Regions from separate parts of the Sus scrofa genome. Here regions 1 and 2 are each linked to region 3. A link is a contact called in public HiChIP or PLAC-seq data. All regions are on one chromosome and are shown on one strand. Each heading gives the region's core, a stretch centred on a gene start, on an enhancer-like site or on the middle of the called end of the contact. The rest is flanking DNA. Distances are from core to core; before and after follow the strand shown.

The links. HiChIP or PLAC-seq counts read pairs in DNA pulled down with a chosen protein or histone mark.
Region 1: a contact with region 3 is called in an H3K27ac HiChIP or PLAC-seq map of alveolar macrophages. The contact joins the promoter of TMEM92 here to the promoter of SAMD14 in region 3. A contact is called at or near these places in 2 of 47 Hi-C or Micro-C datasets (embryonic fibroblasts and epiblast stem cells) and 1 of 2 datasets of contacts at active chromatin or transcription factors (alveolar macrophages).
Region 2: a contact with region 3 is called in an H3K27ac HiChIP or PLAC-seq map of alveolar macrophages. The contact joins the enhancer-like site here to the promoter of SAMD14 in region 3. A contact is called at or near these places in 7 of 47 Hi-C or Micro-C datasets (embryonic fibroblasts, epiblast stem cells, heart right ventricle and 4 more) and 1 of 2 datasets of contacts at active chromatin or transcription factors (alveolar macrophages).

What each region holds. Positions count from the first base shown.
Region 1 is chr12:26,464,285-26,468,418 of Sscrofa11.1, reverse strand. TMEM92 (transmembrane protein 92) reads right to left here and starts at 1,806. Exons shown (of 5, transcript XM_003131586.3): 1 at 1,629-1,806. The coding sequence starts at 1,697.
Region 2 is chr12:26,492,074-26,496,215 of Sscrofa11.1, reverse strand. No RefSeq gene overlaps it. Among named protein-coding and RNA genes, the nearest start is that of TMEM92, 28 kb to the right of the region's middle. Within about 2 kb of position 2,390, at least 1 of the 83 cell types and tissues checked has an H3K27ac peak or open chromatin away from gene starts, as enhancers often do. A contact at or near this core is called in alveolar macrophages, where this site is marked.
Region 3 is chr12:26,314,105-26,317,812 of Sscrofa11.1, reverse strand. SAMD14 (sterile alpha motif domain-containing protein 14) reads left to right here and starts at 2,265. Exons shown (of 9, transcript XM_021067147.1): 1 at 2,265-2,828. The coding sequence starts at 2,795.

The sequences.
Region 1 (4,134 bases), core at 557-3,056, 150 kb before region 3:
AAAGGGATTCGGGCACTCAGGGTACTCCCTTCCCCTCAGATTCTAGCCCCTGCCCCTCCTCCCCCTCCTGGCCCCTAACTAAGAAAGACAATGAACAATTACTTTAATAAATTAAGGAGTTTCCATTGTGGCTCAGCAGTAACAAACCCAACCAGTATCCATGAGGATGGGGATTCCATGATGAATGGGTTAAGGATCCAGCATTGCTGTGAGCTGTGGTGTAGGTCGCAGAGGCGGCTCAGATCCTGAGTTGGTGTGGTTGTGGCTGGGGCTGGGGCTGGGACTGGCAGCTGCAGCTCCAATTTGACCCCTAGCCTGGGAAGTTCCATATGCCGTACCTGTGGCCCTAAAAAGCAAAATAATAATAATAATGCTGCACTCCTGTGAGGAGTAGAGGACACTTTCCCAGATTCTCCCACCACCCCATTTTGTTTTGTTTTGTTTTGTTTTGTTTTTTTGGCTGTACCTGTAGCATGTGGAAGTTCCCTGGGCCAGGGATTGAACCTGAGCCACAACAGTGACAATGCCAGACCCTTAACCCACTGAGCCACCAGGGAACTCCTCCCCCTACCATCCTGTTTTAAACAGAGGATGGTCTTATCTGAGGTGGTTCAGAGCCTGTGTTTTATCAAGTGTTGGGATAATCTTCGGCAACTGCTTACATGTGAACAGGGAGCATCAACTGCCTGCCCCCTGCAGTGGTTGGGAGGAATCGACCAGAGGATGCTCAGCCTAGAGCTGGCACAAACCCACAGCCTGGTGATAGAGAAGGAAGAGCAGGGCTTGGGGTGGGGTGGGGCAGAGCGGCTCAGCACAAGTTCATGAACGTGGGAAGCAGGCCTGCAACTTCCTTCGGACTCTGACACAAGTAATTTAAAAACCGTGTTCTAGACCCATGTCAGTTTCTAGGATCATCTCCCACCCCAGAATTGGATAGACTGCCCCCATTACTGGAGTCAGGGGAGGGATAAAGGGGTGCTGAAACCTTGCCTCACTTCAGAAATCACAGATTCCAGAGGTCACCCCAGCCTGGGGTCAGGCAGCCGGATCAAATCCTATCACCGGCTGGAATCCTAGCCCCGCACCTAGGAAGGGACAAAGGAGCCTCCTTTCCTCCAGGGCACGCAGAGAGAAACAGTCCCAGAGAGGGGCAGGGCCTTCCCAAGGTCATCCCCAGCACTAGGAGAACAGAGCTGGGGGGGACAGGCTGGCCAGGCGTCCAGACCTTAGACACACACACACCCCCACTGTCGCCCCGGCCCCCAGTCACTGCTTTCTGACACAGCAGGAAGGAGCAAGAACGAGACAAGACTAACGAGACTAACGACGCCAGGATCAAAGTCCCCACTCAGAGAGGCACTAGGTGTCAGGCGGCGCAGGTCCCACGACACAGTCTCCCCCGCCCCTGCCTCCCCACAAGGTGAAGGAACCCAGGCCTTCTCAGGACCTCCTTCCACTGCCCTCACCTCCACCTCCCGGGCCAAAAGAGAAAGGAAGTTGCTAAATACGTGTGGTCATGAGGAAATCCTGACCGTAGTAGGTGGTGATCCAGAGCCAGAAGCGGGGCCCCTGACCCACAAGGGTAGGACCCCCCCAAATCTAACCGGCTTACCTCCCAAAAAGCTCACCTGTTGGAGGCCAGCCGGCAGGGCAAGCAGCAAGGTGGGCACGAGGCCGAGGACCCAGGTGTCAGACATCCTGGCAGGGGGGCCACTGAGCTTCCGTGTGGAGGGGAGGAGAGGAGAGGGCGGGGCCGTGACCTCTCCCACGACTCTCCACCTATAGGGCCCTGCCTTGGGTTGGGGGCGGAGCTGATGCACCCGGGGAAAGGCCAACCCAGAAGAGGAAGGGAGGGGCGGAGGTGAGGAGAGGGGAGGGGAGGAGGGAGGAGGAGGGGAGGGGGAGGGGGAAGGGAGGAGGGGGAGGGAAGACGTCTGGGAACGGCTTGGGGAATTGAGAGGTAGAAAGGATTATCTGATGAACAATATTGTGGCATCAGTTCAAGACAGCTGAACTACCCCTTCCCAACCCCAACTGTTCCACCCCCAAGCGGTCCCAGGCTTATGATAGGGACTGGCGGGAGTTCCCGTTGTGGCGCAGTGGAAACAATCCACTAGGAACCAGGAGGTTGCAGGTTCGATCCCTGGCCTTGCTCAGTGGGTCAAGGCTTGGGCGTTGCCCGTTAGCTCTAGTGTAGGTCACAGACGAGGCTGGGATTCTGCATTGCTGTGGCTGTGGTATAGGCTGGCAGCTGTAGCTCGGATTAGACCCCCTAGCCTGGGAACCTCCAGATGCCCCGGGTGCGGCCCCAAAAAGACAAAAAAAAAAAAAAAAAATAGGGACTGGCCGCACCTATCAGATGAGGGGGGACGCGGCCAGAGGGACCTGGACCACTGGAAGTCCCTTCCCATAAGGACTTCTGGGGGGCAGAGGATGAGAGAGGGGAGGCGAAGGTCCTGGTGGGGCTAGGCGTCCTTTTTTTTTTATGAGGAGGGAGGGAGGGGCGGCCTGGCAGATTTCTTGGGAAGGAGAACCTAGAGCTCATTACTAGCACATTCGTGCCCCCCCCCCCCCGCCTCCACATCCTGGGAAGATGTGTTGGTACACTTCCTCCGTTTGACTACAGGGAAAATTAAGACCCCAGCATTCAGAGACTAGTCCCTGGGTCCTAAACTGGGGCAGAGCGGCAGCCAGGAGAGATGGGGCGCAGGCGAGCAGGCCCATCCAGATTCCTGGAAAGACCCCGCGGAGACGGGCTGAGCCAGGAGCCGCGGGATTCCGACCCGGGGCGGCCGCGCCCAGCCCTCGAGGCACGCTGTGCTTTCCAGATCCGGCCAGCAGGTGGCAGCATCGTTCAACTCGCGATTCCCCCGGAGCCCGGCGGCGTGGGACCCGGGACTTGGGGCGGATCTCCCCGGGCTCCCTCCCGGGGGACCCGGCTGGAGGGTGGGGTGGGAAGCCGTCTCGGTGGGCGATTGGCGGAGGGTGAGAGCCAGACGCCCAAACACAGATGGGACGTATGGAGAAGACCTTGCGGGAGGTGGAGAGTCGGAGCCGGGACCCCTGGGGCGGGGGCGAACGGGGGGCGGGGGTGACGGGTGGGGTGCTGCTCCCTGACCTGGGGGAAGTCGGGGGAGGCTCGGTGCTTAGGTATGAGACGTCTCCTGCTGCCCCTCAGTTCTGACTTTACCACGGAAAACTGGTTCAAACCTAGTAAGAAGGGACAGCCGCCCTCTCTGGCTTTTTTGTTTTCTCTCACCGCTTTCTCCTTATCGCTGTTTCTCATCTCTCGCCGTGTTATCTCTGTGTAACCTCTCCCCAGGTCTCCCCATCTCTGTCTTCCTGTTTCAATATCTCCCCATTTCTTTCTCTACGCACTTTCTCTCCATGCCTTAGTGTTCCCTGTTTTCCCATCTCTGTGTCTCCTCTTTGCTTATCTCTGTCTCACTGGAGGAATCTGTTTTTCTGTTTCCATTTCCCTTGTCTCTGGTTTGGTCCTGTGTCTCCCTGGCTCTGGGTCTTTTGCTCTCCAACCCTCCTGGTCTCTCTCGCAGTATATCTCTCCCTGGTCTCTCTGTTTTTCCCTGTCTCTGTTTCTCATTATCTCTTGGCTCCTAAGGACAGAATCTTCCAGTCTCCTGATCCAAGTGGAATTGGGGTCTGGCCTCAGAAAATGCCCTCTCTTTGGCAGTTCCTGGTGACTGATCTCGGAGAAGAATAGCAGGGGGTGTCGTCCCTTGGCCCCTGCAGTTGGCTTTGAACCAAGCCCCCCTTCTGCCAAGGGGACCCTAGTCCAGAGACTGCTAGAGCTTTTTCGTCGCAGCACCCACACTGCTGCTTCCTTAGTGACATTGTTGCTTCCCTTTGCTATCCATACTCAAGGCTTGAGGTGTCTCCCCCAAACACCCTGCCCCTCTGCCCAGGCCTGGAGCCCTGCAGAAGTTTGGCCCTCAGAGCAGAGGAAGATGCGTGAGCTTAGGGGAAGAGCTTATCTTAGCAGGTGGAATGAGGGTGCTGAGAAGGGCATGGAGGAGCTTTGAAGGGTAGACAAGAGAAGCCGAGGAGGTGAAGGAACCAGGCAGATCGGTGCCCTGAGGAGGAGCGGGAGGAGGGCAGGAGGGTGGCCTTGTTTCC
Region 2 (4,142 bases), core at 1,141-3,640, 180 kb before region 3:
ATTGTGGCTCAGTGGTTAACGAATCCGACTAGGAACCATGAGGTTGCGGGTTCGGTCCCTGGCCTTGCTCAGTGGGTTAAGGATCCGGCGTTGCCATGAGCTGTGATGTAGGTCGCAGGTGTGGCTCAGATCCCACGTTGCTGTGGCTGCGGTGTAGGCCAGTGGCTACAGCTCCGATTCAACCCCTAGCCTGGGAACCTCCATATGCCGAGGGAGTGGCCCAAGAAATGGCAAAAAGACAAAAAAAAAAAAAAAAAAGAGAGAGAATCTGTTATTTCATCTGTGAAGTAAAGGGGTTGATCTAGCAGGCTACTCTGGGCTCTTCGGGTTGCAAGTGACAATAAATCAACTCACACTAACTTGAGCTAGGGATGTATAGCTATTGGTTGCCAAAGAATGGTGGAGTCGGCAGGCTATGAGAAGGTGCTGGACCTCAGGAACAAATGGAACCAGGCATCTCATGGCCATTAGGACACATTCTCTGTCTCCTGTCTCCGTTTTCTTCTGAATACTGGCTTTTTTTCTCATTCAACCAGTTTTGTAACAGTGAAGAACAAACCTGACTCCATTTTGGATTTGTTCTTTTAGCTCTATCCTTTGTGCTCTGCTGCCTTGCGCTGAGTCATGCTGGCTCTGCACCTTTGTAAAAGAATGTTGCGTATAGCTTGAAATATGTGTAATAGCCCATTCCCAAGGCTCTGACCTTTAAATGTATAACATTTTTCTATTCATATAGAGATAAAAAGTTGCAGACAAGGAGTTCCTTTGTGACTCAGTGGGTTAAGGATCTGGCATTGTCACTGCAGCAGCTTGGTTTGCTGCTGTGATGTGAGTTCAATCCCTGGCCCAGGAACTTCTGCGTGCAGCAGGTACAACCAAAAAAAAAAAAAAAAAAAAAGTTCAGAGTTCCTGCTGTGGTGCAGCAGGTTAAGGATCTGGCTTTGTCTCTGTGGTGGCGCCAGTTCAATCCCTAGCCTGGCGCAGTGGTTAAGAATCCAGGGTTTTTCCCATCATGCCTTACTGGAAAGGAATCTGACTAGCATCCATGAGGATGCAGGTTCGATCCCTGGCCTCGCTCAGTGGGTTAAGGATCCAGCATTGTTGTGAGCTGTGGTGTAGGCTGCAGACACAGCTTGGATCTGTCATTGGTGTGACTGTGGTGAAGGCCAGCAGCTACGGCTCTGATTTCACCTCTAGCCTGGGAACCTCCACATGCCTTGGGTGGAGCCCCCCCCCCCCAAAAGAATCCAGGGTTGCCATGGCTGTGGCATACATAAGTCACTGTGGCCTAGGTCGAAGCTGTGGCTCAGATTCAATCCCTGGCCAAGGAACTCCCATATGCTGGGGGTACGACTGAAAAAGAAAAAAGTCATAGATAGATAATAACTCCTGTCTTGCTGGTAGTTTATAGGCAAACGGTGACCCGTCCTACGTGGACAGCTGCAAGAACAAAGGAACTGGGCAGCAAGAAGTTTGCACCAGCCAGCCACACCTGCTCCACTTTAGTATAAAAGCAGCTTGAATTCTAACTTGGGTAAGATGGTTTTGGGGGACACTAGTCTACCATCTTCTCTGACTGCTGCCTTTCCTAATAAAGTTGCTCTTCCTTGCCCCAACAGCTTTATTCATTGGCCTGGAGTGTGGCTAGCAGTTATGAGCTTGGACTGGGTGACAGTTCACAAAGTGGCTGACAGAGGCCCCGGTCGCTCCTCTCTATCTAATGGACTTCTGGGGTTGTTTTTGGCCACAGCCAGTGGTAGAACCCACACGACAGCAGTAACCCAAGCCACAGCAGTGACAATGTTGTATCCTTTACCCGCTAGACCACCAGGGTACTCCTCAAATGGCTTTCTTTTTTGTGTGGGGGTTTCTTTGTTTTTGCTTTTTTTCTTTTGCTTTTTTTCTGCTGCGGGCCGCACCCGCAGCAGATGGAGGTTCCCAGGCTAGGGGTCCAATTGGAGCTGCAGCTGCTGGCCTACCCCACAGCCACAGCAAAGCAGGATCCAAGCCTCGTCTGCAACCTATACCACAGCTCTCGGCAACGCTGGATCCTTAACCCACTGAGCAAGGTCAGGGATCAAACCGGCATCCTCATGGATTCTAGTCAGGTTCTTAACCCACTGAGTCACTATGGGAACTCTCTAATGGCTTTCTTCTTGAGCAGTCTAGAGATTATAGACACTGAGCTCCAAATTCAAAATTCTCATGGAAGGGCTCTTACGGCCCAGACTGGATCACTACCCAGCCCCAAACCAGTCAGCTGTGGTCTGAGAAGTAGAACCGCTTTGTGAAAAATGGCTGCTCTGCCATCCCAACAGTCATTATGGAGGGAGCAGGTGGAGTCAGTTATAAGAAAATCTAGGGGACTGGGCATATGGAAAAAATGTGCAGTGTGACAAGTTTGCGGTTTACTTGTTGAAAGTTCTGCTCTTGCTGTGTCAAAACCTAAAATGATCTTAGGCCTCTGATCAAATTTCTTAACATCCTTTATTCTGAGAAAATGTTGGCGGGGAAGTTCCCATTGTGATGCAGCAGAAACGAATCTGACTAGGAACCATGAGGTTGCGGGTTTGATCCCTGGCTTCGCTCAGTGAGTTAAGCATCCGGCTTTGCCAAGAGCTGTGGTATAGGTCGCAGATGTGGCTTGGATCTGGCATTGCTGTGGCTGTGGCGTAGACCAGCAGCTATAGCTCCGATTCGACCCCTAGCCTGGGGACCTTCATATGCTGCAGGTGCAGCCCTAAAAAGCAAAAATAAATAAATAAATAAATAAGAGAAAAAAGAAAAAAAGAAAATGTTGGCAGAAAACTAAAGCAAGTTTTGAATAAATTATTGGTCAAATCTCAGCTAACACAATTGAATATTTTCTAATGGGCATTCTTAAATTATAATCCTGCTGAAAGGATTCTGGGAATTTGATGGAGCTGGAAGAAGCAGAAACTGTCTGATTAACTGTTTTGGAGCTCTGGAATTTATTTATTTTTTCTTTTTTTTCTTTTCTTTTCTTTTTCATTTTCCTTCTTCTTCTTCTTCTTCTTTTTTTTTTTTTTTTTTTTTTTTTTTTTTTTGTCTTTGCTATTTCTTGGGCCGCTCCAGCGGTGTATGGAGGTTCCCAGGCTAGGGGTCTAATCGGAGCTGTAGTCACCGGCCTATGCCAGAGCCACAGCAACACGGGATCCGCGCCGCGTCTGCAACCTGCACCACAGCTCTCGGCAACGCCGGACCATCAACCCACTGAGTAAGGGCAGGGACCGAACCCACAACCTCATGGTTCCTGGTGGGATTCGCTAACCACTGCACAAGGAGGAGAACTCCAGAGCTCTGGCATTTATAAATGGCTTGCAACTTCCAGCGGAAGGCTCAGCCGGTAAATTGCACTTAATTTCAGTCAGTTTCAGCTCTAAGCCCAGTAGCATATACCCATCCCCCATCCTCAGCCAGGTTGCAGGCAGCTGTGTCTGTGTTCCTGGAGCACTTTGCACACAGCTGTAGGAAGCAGAGTGGACAAAAAGAACCCTCTTCTCCAAGCATCAGATCTGTGCTCTGATGGCCGATTTCCGCTTCTGATCTTAGAAAGGCAGACCAAGAGGAGAAGCATCATTATTGTTGCCCTCCTTCCTTCCCTCTTAGTAACACAAACTCTACCAAGACTAGATCATGAAGAAATAGAATATTTGAACAGATCTAGGACTAGATCCCAAATCCCCGATGGTTTTGGGGGAAGAGTTTTTATAGCAAGCTTTGGGGGGAGGTCTGCAAGGTGTGTGACCTTTCTTTACTAATCTTCCTTCCAATTCTAACTAGTGTGGGGTCATGTGCTTATGCTCAGCCTGAAGTTACCATCCTCCAGCTCTGTGGGAGGCTGTGGGAGGAGTAGGCCAAGATATGTATCAGATTGTCATACATATTCCTTGAGGAGGAAACAGGATCCTGCCCCATCAGTGCACTATTTGTTTCTTTTTTTTCTTTTTTTGCCTTTTCAAGGCTGCACCTGCAGCACATGGAAGTTCCCATGCTAGGGGTCGAATCAGAGCTATAGCTGCCCGCCTACGCCACAGCCACAGCAACACAGGATCCAAGCTGTGTCTGTGACCTACACCACAGCTCACAATAACGCTGGATCCCTGATCCACTGAGTGAGG
Region 3 (3,708 bases), core at 1,016-3,515:
GGGTTTGCATATATATATTCCAAAAGGTGGACCCCTTTGGGAAGCTGCCCCCCCCCCCCCCCCCGCCAAGCCTAAGCCTGAGTGTGGTGTGTATGGCCGAGGACAGTGTGTGTAGCTTTGCTGTGAGTTCCTCGGGCCTGAGATGTGATTCTCCTGGGACACGTCCATGTTTGGGGCTGTGTCAGGTGGCCATGGGCGAGCTTGCGTGAGGCATGACCCCAGCCCTGCCCTGCCACCTCTCCAGTTCTTAGGACCTTGAGCAAGTTTTCCCACCACCTCCAGCACTTGCCACAAGGAAGGGGAACCAGATGGGGCAAGGTTCTCAGAAGCTTAAGCATCACTGGGAACAGGGGGTCCTCCTGGGTCCGATGGCTACAGACACCCTCCCATGGAACCTTCCCCCAGCACTGACACCACATGCCCATCTCCCCACTCCCTACAGGGCTGTATGATCAATCACCCCTCTCCAGCCTACCACCCATATCTCACCAAATGCCTGCAAATCATGTTCTCTCTCTCTCTCTCTCTCTCTTTTTTTTTTTTTTTTTTTTTTTTTTTTTTGTCTTTTTGCCATTTCTTGGGCCGCTCCCGTGGCATATGGAGGTTCCCAGGCTAGGGGTCGAATCGGAGCTGTAGCCTCCAGCCTATGCCAGAGCCACAGCAACACAGGATCCGAGCCGCATCTGCAACCTACACCACAGCTCACGGCAACGCTGGATCATTAACCCACTGAGCAAGGCCAGGGATCGAACCCACAACCTCATGGTTCCTAGTCAGATTCGTTAACCACTGCGCCACGACGGGAACTTCCCATGCTCTCTTTTAAGACCCCAGACACAGCCCCACTGAGACCTCCATCCAGCATCACCACTCCCTCCCCAGATCTCCACAGTCTAGCCAGCAACCCAGAATCTGATTCTGAAAACACCCAGCGATGCCAAAACACTTACAGATCTCCTTGGAAATCTTCAGTCCCTAAAGGTTATTCTGTCCCCATCCATGGTCCCAAGACCATCGGGGCTCAACATGCCACTTCCACAGCCCCTCAGAGACCTGGGCCTGCAGAGACTCCGGCAGGCCACCAGGGAACTCTATCCCTACAGACTGCACGTGTTCCCCCCAAACTCTGAACCCCCTTATCCATCCTCACCACGTAATCTTGAACAAACGAAGGGGGTAGTAGAAACAGCTACCTCCTGGGTTTACCTGGAGGGTGACATTAATAAATCTGAGAAAAGTGCTTAGTGCAGGGCCTGGCCCCTCCTGAACCCTCTCAGGTTGGTCACTGGTTGTTGACGATTGCATCGTCTCCCCTGGCTGGCCCGCCACCACCTCCAGCTCACTGGGTCCAAGTCTGATCTCATCCCCCCATCCCCCCCTCCACCAAGCCAAGACTTCAAGCCAAGACCTGCAGTCATCTAGACCCCTCCTCCTCCTTCAGTGGCCAGCCAGTCCCCAAATCCTGTCAATTTCTTCAACTCTACATCCTTCCTCCTTCTCATGGTGGTCTTTGATTTTCATGCCCACTGCCATCCCCTCCCAATGGCCTCACGGGGGTGCCCCAGCCTCCAGGCTGCCTTCTCCAAAGGAGCCAAGGGGGTTCTTCCTACCATGCAATCCAGAGTCCTTAGCTCCTCGGCAACTTTCCCCCCTCTGGCTGGTGGGTAAAAGGCAAGCCCCGCCCCCCCACCTCCGAGAGGCCCCTTTCATCTTTCGCTCCTTCCCTCTCCCCCTCCAAGCCCTGCTAGCACTTCTACCCTGCCCTGGCCTGCAGACGTAGCCAACAAACACATCACCTCCTTCCTTGATCACTTCCACATACAGCACCCCCACCCCCACCATCTCAGCCAGGCTGCCTCCAGTGTGTTCTCCCCGCGCGAAGTGTCCTCTGTGACCCGCGGCTGACGGCAGGCTCCTGAGAGCCTCCCCACTCGTCTGAACCCCTGACGAGGCTGCGAGCCCCGACGGTCCGGACCGGGTGGGTTCTGTTTCCCCATGATCCCCTCGGGCTTCGGCGCCCCCGACTGTTCTGTGGATGTCTGGGGAATGGATCCATCAGGAACCCTTACAGGCCTTGCAGAGGAGGCAGAAGCCCGGCGGGGCCGCCTCTCCGGTTGCTCCCACCGGGCCCCCGACTCCCGCTGTTGGAGGAGTGGCAGCAACAAGAATCCCCTCGCCCGGGCCACGGCCGCGGCGCTGGGCCGCCTCCTCCCTCCCTCGTGCTCCCGCCGCCTCCGCCCCTCTGTCCCTCCCACCCTCTCTCCCGTTCTTTGTCTCCCAGGCTCCCGGCCTCCCCGCCACGCGCCCCCGCATCGCCCCTTCCCTGGGGACCCCCGCAGATCCCCGCGGTCGCAGCGCTACGAGCATCCGCCTGCCAGGCGGGGAACCCCGTGTCCAGCAGGGCCTGGCGGGGCGGGGAGGTTTCTCTCTCTCTCTCTCTCTCTCTCTCTCTCTCTCTCTCTCTCTCTCTCTCTCTCACTCACTCACTCACTCACACACACACACACACACACACACGCACACACACGCACGGAGCATCCTCCTGTCAGGTCTTCTGGTCCAGCCCCGCCCGCCGCATCTCCTGCTTCCTGCAAACCTTCTCCTCTGTCGGAACTCCCCCCACCCCACACACACATTCCCTCCGGCTCCAGGAGCCTCTTCGCCGACCCCTACCCCTACTCCCGGGATGGAGAGGATGCAGCCAGCCCGGAGCCCCCCGCGGCCAGGGTGACAGTCCCCCGCCTCGCTCCCGCCTGGCCCCCGCCCCAAGCACCATGGGCCTAAGGGGTTCCCGATGCGCCGGACGCTGAAGATGAAAGATGCTGGAGGTGAGGGACCGGGACCCCAAGGACCCCGAGGTGGACGACGGGGATGCGGAACTGGGGGTCTCTAGGGCTCGCGGTGGGACCCCGAGTGCGGTTGGACGGGGGGGGGCGGGGGAGGTCGACAAGGGCCTTTCTTCCCCTTTCCCTAGGGCCCCCCCCTCACGGGAACTAGGGTGCTGAGCTGTCAGGGGAGGGGGCGGAGATTGGATTTGTGTCCCTAATCCTCTCCCTCTGCCCGCCGCCTGGAGAAATTAATTAAAGAAAAACCAACAACAACCTGGTGTTGGGGGAGGGGGGAGAGCTTAACTCCTTCTTGCCTGGCGGGAATTGGACAGATGGAGTGGACAGAAACTAGCCTCTTGGCCCTGACGGGAGGAACAGGGGGCTGGAAGTGCAGAGGGGGCCCTGTCCTCCACCCGCACCCTAGCACCAGCGGTGCTTGGTACAGGGAATCTCACTCTTGTCCAATGCCCCCAGTGGGCTGGACGGGAGGGGGTCGCCGCCTTTTCTAGCTCCACATGCCTCCCCCTGCCCCAGCCTCCTCTTCTGGCCATCCATCCAGCTGTCCCTGGGCTTTCCCAATTGCACTTCTCTCTTGGGCTCCTTCTTCTCTTCCAGGGGCTCCTTTCCTCTTTCTTGTCCCCCTAGGAGCTGGCTGTCTCCTGCTAGCTGATTCTATTCCTATCCACCCCTCTGCTGGGCTTCACTGAGGGCTGCTGGAGCCCAGTCTCTACTACTGCTTTCCGTGGCCCCTCAGGCGGCTGGGCTGCCCTCCAGCTTCTCCCTTTCTTGCTCTTTCCTCCTCCTCCCTGCAGCTCTGTGGACTGACTCCCCACCAACCTGTCTCTTTCCTGCTCCCCACTCCCTCTCCAGGGCTTGTGCA